2 separate regions of the Canis lupus genome follow, and region 1 is linked to region 2. A link is a contact called in public Hi-C data. All regions are on one chromosome and are shown on one strand. Each heading gives the region's core, a stretch centred on a gene start, on an enhancer-like site or on the middle of the called end of the contact. The rest is flanking DNA. Distances are from core to core; before and after follow the strand shown. Region 1 has its middle 9.8 kb from the start of PDGFRA. Region 2 overlaps LOC111098617.

What was found. A called contact is a pair of places that touch in the nucleus more often than the background predicts.
Region 1: a contact with region 2 is called in a Hi-C map of amygdala, with 8 times the contacts expected there. The contact joins two enhancer-like sites. A contact is called at or near these places in 2 of 9 Hi-C or Micro-C datasets (amygdala and skin fibroblasts).

Annotation. Positions count from the first base shown.
Region 1 is chr13:47,406,597-47,410,190 of UU_Cfam_GSD_1.0, reverse strand. No RefSeq gene overlaps it. Among named protein-coding and RNA genes, the nearest start is that of PDGFRA, 9.8 kb to the left of the region's middle. Within about 2 kb of position 1,835, at least 2 of the 20 cell types and tissues checked have an H3K27ac peak or open chromatin away from gene starts, as enhancers often do.
Region 2 is chr13:46,991,891-46,995,420 of UU_Cfam_GSD_1.0, reverse strand. LOC111098617 reads right to left here. Exons shown (of 4, transcript XM_038556126.1): 2 at 598-764; 3 at 184-339. The coding sequence starts at 654. Among named protein-coding and RNA genes, the nearest start is that of LNX1, 46 kb to the right of the region's middle. Within about 2 kb of position 2,175, at least 8 of the 20 cell types and tissues checked have an H3K27ac peak or open chromatin away from gene starts, as enhancers often do.

The DNA.
Region 1 (3,594 bases), core at 586-3,085, 420 kb before region 2:
TTCTCCTGGTCTCCTATTTTCATTTTTCATTACATTCTTGCTCTTACCCTTCAGGATAGTCTCACAGTCTGCACACTTCTGGCCCTCTCTCTTTGCTGCCTCCAGGTCCTCAACATATTTCCATTCCTGTTTGATTTTTAGGACTCTACAGATACGCTTTCAGAAATCTGAACTTTATGCCCATATTTCCAGGTAATAGAAGCTTCCTGAAAGTAAACATGCAGGGAGGTTAGGGCAACTACCACCTGGCCCCTCTGCCGGCCCATTGAAGCAAGCTTCAGGAGGTCTCTCCTCTCCCTGCCTTCCATCTGCAGCTGCAGATGTGGCATCTGGGGGCTGACCTCAACCCCGCAACTCAGCTATCACTGAGTCTTGCAGCATAAATTCTTTCCGCTCAGAATTCGAGTGAAGGGGGTCCTCATTGACCTAAACTAAGGAGCAAAATCAGCCTCCCCTTAGCTTTTACCTCTCTGGATTCTGTTGGTCAGTTGACAAGTGTTTATCTGACACCCCCTGTGCCAGGCATTGTGCTAGACTCAGGGATGCTGTCATAGAGGAACAAACAAGACCTCTGCACTATGGGCCTCAGCTTCGGGGGGCAGGGGGAGACCAAAGGAAAGCAAACCCAGGCCCTGGTTAAATGGCACATGTGACAAGTGCTCCTCCATCATCCAGTGATGCGGGAGGCTATCACAGGAAGCCAGAGCTGCTCCAAATCCTCAAGGAATAGTCCTCTGAGGAGGTGATATTTAAAGCTGTGAGCAATTCTGAGGAAAGTAGCTATATTCTGCTACATTTTAAAGAGATTTTATTTATTTGACAGAAAAAGAGAGAGAGAGCACAAGCAGAGGGAGAGGGAGAAGCAGACTCCCTGCTGTGCAGGGAGCCCAATGTGGGGCTCGATCCCAGGACCCTGGGAACATGACCTGAGCCGAAGGCAGACGCCTAACTGAGTCACCCACACGCCCCCATTCGGCTTTTATATTTTAAGACATTCAAAAAGTTAGGTCCCGCAAGAAGTATGGGTTTGGGGCAGTTGCAAAGATAGCAAAGCGTACCCTCCTGTTTCTGGAAATGACAGTTTCTAGTGCCCCCCAAGGAACAGTAACGTTCTGATATTGAACCACAGAATGATCGAACACGCTCATCTAAGGGATTGTCCTTGTTCGAAGGAGACACTTGGGTTCCCTTGAGATTGCCTATCATAAAATTTGAATATAACCAAGACAACACCAGATCTGGTCCTTGGGGTGGAGCAGTCTCAGGGAGATAAGAGGAAGGCGTGCTGTCATCCAGCTCCCCGAGCTAATGTTTCACAGGCCGACAATGACAGAACGATTGCCTTTGATTAAAGCACGTTGTCAGTTATCCACTGGGCCCAGAAAGCCGATTAAGAGTTTGCACTACAAAATAAAGAACTCAGGGCCCTTCAAGGATTCCACAAGATATCCCAAGTTCCTCATTGTGTGTGAATGTGGTTAATTATTGTGTTGCTCCCCAAGTGTATTTATGAAATGACTTCACTGCCTGGGAGATGTCTAAATAAATGGTTAACTCGGATTAAAGAAAGAATAAAAACCTCTGAGCTGTCCTGGAGTTCTCCCTGTGCCGGGCTGTGACTTTGAACCACTAGAGGACGCAAGAGGCCAGCTCAGGATCTAAGTCCACTCAGCAAGTCAACATTTGTGTGTAAAAAGAAGCCCAACTGTTCTTGGAGAGGAACCAAGTCAGGGTCTCTCCCTTTCCTAAGACTCCCGTTGCACCCCTAGAAACGGGTTCAGTTCCAGTGCAGCCCTGGGTAGGCTTGAGCTTCGCCTTGAATGTCTGACCCTGCCTGGAGACATCCTCACAGCACTCAGGTTTGTGTGTCAGGGCAAGGGGGAGGGGAGGAGGGTGCATGATGCAATTAAAACTAAACCACTAAGGAGATACAGCCAGTTGCCAACCCCCCACCAGACGTCAGGCTCTGTGCTGGGTCATGTCCACAAGAAAAGTCTGGTGATAGGTGAGAACGTAGAGGCAGAAACATAAAGCCCTGAAAGCACAGGATCAGGGCGTTTTATCCAACCTCACAGGTTGGGGAGCACTTTGTGGGGGCAGTGTCTGAGCTAAGACCTGAGCATGATGAGTAGACTACCCACGGTAGAAAGGGGAGAGATGGGGTCCTTGCAGAGGGAAGGGTTTAAGCAAAGGCGCAGAGGCCAGAGTGGAGACAGAGGAGGTCATGCTGTCCACCAGCATCAGGGGCGATAGCCCTTGCCTCTGTGGGCTACTCTAGAGAAGTTTTCAAGGCCCCCAGGCAGGGACTTCACAGAGATCGCTCAGGACCTGAACTGAAATTCAACTCACATCAAAATGCCTAGAATTGGGGATTCCCTGGATGGCTCAGCGGTTTAGCACCTGCCTTTGACCCCAGGTGTGATCCTGGAGACCCAGGATCGAGTCCCACGTCAGGCTCCCTGCATGGAGCCTGCTTCTCCCTCTGCCTGTGTCTCTGCCCCCCTACCCTGTGTCTCTCATGAATAAACAAATAAAATCTCTAAAAAAAAAAAAATGCCTAGAATTGGCTCCCATAGCAAATAACAGGGCATCCTAACGTTTAGTCTGCATTGATCATTGGAATTCTCAAACATTACAACATAAATTTTACCTGTTGGCAAGGAATACCACGGCACACTTGGCATTCATTACCATAAAACCAGTATTTTGACAGCCGGGCCTGCACTGTGGAGCTACCAGATTGAATTTTCTCAGATTCTCCTATGGAAATCCCCCCTCCAAAACGGGCAGGCATCATGGAAAATATTTCTTATCAAATGGTTTTCTATAGCAGCCCTGTGAACAACCTGATATTATTCCTGTTGGTTAGCCGTGTTATTCCACTGGGGAACAGTAACGCCGATTGAGCCAGAGCGATTTATCCAACTAAAACACGCATGCTTTTATGGCTAGGTCGTGTTACGACAGATACAGATAACACTCGACTGACACAGCTTACATCTTTCAGAAGAATTTTGATAATTGAGATCCAACACTTCTTTCCATTTTAGTCGGATTCAGGCAAGATTATGATGACTTCCAGTCTCTGCATTTAATTCTCTACTGCAATCCCATTTTCTGCTAAATAAGGGTGCGATTGCGTGGTTTTATTTGTAAAAACACACAAAAGCCTACTTAAGACACGTTTCAGTATAACTTGTGATAATCAGAGACACACCAGACTGTCAGCCATGCAAAAGGTGAAGAATAACTTATATATAAATTCTGTCCAAGATCCGCATGAGCCATCTGAATTTTCCAGTGACGGAATCTGGAGTCCCCTTGACAACTCTGGCACATGCAACTGCTGTTGCTGTAGGTCTCAAGCAGGGTAAGCATCAGCAATTCATGTGGTGTAACCTAATACCTAGCCTACTGAACTACTTTATTATTGCAGGTAAAAATTTCACATTATATGTTTATTCTCCACACTTAAAAAATGATTTGTCTGAGGCGCCTGGGTGGCTCAGCCTGTTAAGCGTCTGCCTTCAGCTCGGGTCATAATCTCAGGGTCCTGGAATAGAGCCCAGGACATCTGGCTCCCTGCTCAGCTGG
Region 2 (3,530 bases), core at 926-3,425:
TGGAGTGGACCACGGCGGCAGGTCCACCCCGTTGCAAACCTCTTCACGTCCACCTTCCCTGTCCCAGGAATCAGATCAGTGGAGAGCAAGATGACCATGCCGATGAGGGCGAGGCCGGAGAGCGAGGCCTTACATCTGTAAGCCAAGTGGACGTTCCAATTTCTCCTCTCTTGCTCAACTTACCCAGCCACGAGCGGCACCTTCCCGGCAAAGGCCTGCTTCTATGAAGTTTATGGCACGGAGGAGCAGAACGGAAGGGTCCCCACCAGGAAATGGCTGAGTCACACTGCCACGGTTCCCTCTCCTGAACTCAGCATCAGCTAAGTCATCCGTCCTCCCCTGGGAGATGAATAATGGGCTGGCCAGAGCCCAGGAGTGGTAGTCTAGGGAAGGTCTCCACAGGGAAAGAAGCAGCAAGAGAAAGAGTGTGTCCCCAACAACCTCCTCTGGAAGCCTCTGTAAATCCCTACCCTCCCTCCTTCCCTCTGAGGGTGCAGCCTGGGCACACTCGGGCACACTCATGCACATCGCCAGGACCTCCCACGAGGGGGTCAGGAGCCCCCCAACCCACCCCAGGGCTTCCAAACTTGCGGTTACATCTATGGCTCCCCTTATCATTCTGAACCACAATTGTTTTCTTTTCATCTCCTGCATTAGAGCTTGAACTTCTGAAATGCAAGACGGTATTGCATTCTTTCTCCATGCATCTCCACACCCCTTGTGCCTTGTACGTAGTAGATGCTCAAGAAATGTTCCCAGGATGGCTGGATAAAACAAACGAATAGAGAATAAAATTGTGGGAACCCAGAGAGTTAGGGATTTTTTTTTTCTAGAAATAAATGAAGGCTTTGACTTGGTCCGTGGACAAGACAGCCTCAGGCCTGGGGGTTATCTTAGAGCTACCATGGAACGAACCAGCCTCACAGAGGCCACCAGAGTGAACACGACTGGCTCTGAACCAAATTCCTCAGAATGCCAGTGTTTTGAGGATCCATCAGTACCCCCACGGTATCTCCACAGCCTGGCTCGAGCCAATCAGCCTGAGTGCAGACCTCTCCTTTGGCTCCTGTGAGGTCTCTCTCAGCTCTCCGTATGCTCCCCCTGCTTCCTACCCTAAGTCCTCAAGGCTGCAGGCCTTCTAGACTCTCTCTAGAGACCTGGTTTGAGGATCTCCAACTTGGAGGAGTAGAAGATTCTCTCGAGACCGAAGTATAACTATTAATAAAACAAGAGCTAAATATTCACCTATTACGTATTCATACTTTTTTGTTGTTGTTGGCCTGGTATAGACTTAAATTGCATCGTGCCCGGAAGATACTGGTTGGATAATTAATTGGTCAGTATCTTATGTTTAACTACATTGGTAACAGGCAGAGTAGCTTAGACTTTGAAAGAAGGAAGGCTGTGGAAAAAGAGGTTCTATGAGACCTACTGATTTTTTCCCTGGGATACGTGATGCAGAGGCTAAGACATGAAAACCAGCCCAACAGACTGAGGTCTGTGTTCCACCTCGGTGCATCCTTGACAGGTCCTCTAACTGCTCTCAACTAGAGTTTACTATTCAGTAATCTGGAGATAATAATTGCATCTAGCTCATAGGACTGCTCAATGGGGATTAGATAAAATAAAACATAAAATGCTTAGCGGGCTATCAGGCACATGGTAAACTTTTAACATAAATGTTTTTCTGAATTGTAGATGTTGTTTTTGTTATTTTTATGAGCTGAGATTCTGGGGGAGCGCAGGCGGCCGGGCGGGGGGTTGGGGGGAGATTATCATAGGTTTTCCGGGGCCTGTGTGGGAGGAGTAGAGCCCAGGCAGGGTGACCCCGTGCTGTGTCAGAGATCTGCACGTCTCCAGATGTTCACAAGTGGAATGGTTTTCTGCAGAAGGAAGACGAGCTATAAATGGGGGTCAAAGAAACTCGCAGGGCCTCCCAGAAAGAGCTAGGAGCAGGGTGGTTCCATCACCAAATCCAGCTCGAAAAGAAACCCTGACAGAGGAGGCTTGTGCTCTTTCCTGGAAAGTTTGCTCTCGGGATCTCACTCCAAGTCCATCCTACCAAGAAGAGGAGAGAAAGAGACCCCCCGTCGGGCCCTCTCGTGTCTCCTGCTTGGCCAGCCCAGCTGTCCCTCAGGCCCTGCTTCCTGCCTCACTGGTGAGAGGAGACATGTCCTTTGGCCCAGGGGTCCTCAAAGGTCGTAGAGGAACGCCTTGTGTCCGGCCTGTCAGGGAGAGTAAACCCTGAGGGGAAAGGTCCTGGGGACACAGGAGAGTGAGGTCCGCAGGTGTGGTCACCGAGCAAGCAGCTCACCCACCCTGGGGACCATGAGGGGTGACCCAGAAGCTGGAGTGTTGGGGTGGGGGAGTTGGTGAGGGAGGGTGGAGCCTGTGGGCTATTTTAGGCCAGGCCTAGAACTGGAGTCAATGGAGGTTTTGTTTATGTAACATGTGCAGAAGGCCCTTTGGAGAAAATAACCCTGGGTCTGCAGGCCGGGCTACAGGGAGCAGGGGTGCGGCTGGGAGCTTCCTGTTGTTCTTGGCCAGGCTGCCCGGCTGTTTGTTTGGCTCCTCTCTCAGAGCCCTTGGCTTCCGTGCTGCTGGCTCCTTCCAGTGTCTTCGGCTCCCTTCCTACAGGGCAGCACAGCAGGATTGCTCCCCCAGAGGTGGTGACTCAGGCCCTGTGCCCAGAGAACCGCCCCACCTCCACCCCTCAGGGTGTCCTTGTGCACACCCCCTTAGCCGAGCCAGTTCACTTGCACATCTAGGGTGGTTAGGGAAGGGCGCCTGGCCTGACGTCACCCGGGCTTGGGTCTGAATCCAGCCAAATTCCCGGGGTTGTTTCTGACGTGCAAAAATGTATATAAATATGTGAGCAATGACTGATATGTGTTCATTCCCCACTACACACCAGGCTCGCTCAAGGGTGTTAAGACTGTATGGTTATCTTTTTGAACCACAGATTCCCTTGGTAGACCAGGTATGGTCTAAATGTTTGTGTCCCTCCAAAATTCATGTGTTGAAATCCTAACCCCCAAAGGTGACTGGGAGGTACTGGGAGGTGGGGCCTTTGCGAGGTACTTAGGTCAGAGGGAGGGTGGAGCCCTTATGAATGGGATTAGTGCCCTTATAGGAGAAGCTCCTGAGAGATCCTGACCTCTTCCTCTGTGTGAGGACGCTGCAAGGACAGAACAGGGCACTCACGGGACCATCCTGGCGCCTGGTCTCAGACTTCCAGCCTCCAGAACTGTGAGAATGAGCTTTTTATAGTTTATAAGCCACCCAGTCTGTGATTCTGTGTAGCAGCCTGAATGGACTCAGACAATTAAGAAGGGGAAGAAGGCCTATTTTTTCCCATTTAAGTCAAATTTACATGCACAAAAATGTATAAATCTTAAAAGGACAGTTTGATAAATCTGTTTCCCTAGGTATCCACCCATGCAGCTGTTACTCGGATCCAGATACAGAGTATTCCCATTACCCTGGGGTGAAAAGTCTCTCTGTCCCTTTCTAGTCTCCAGCCTACTTAT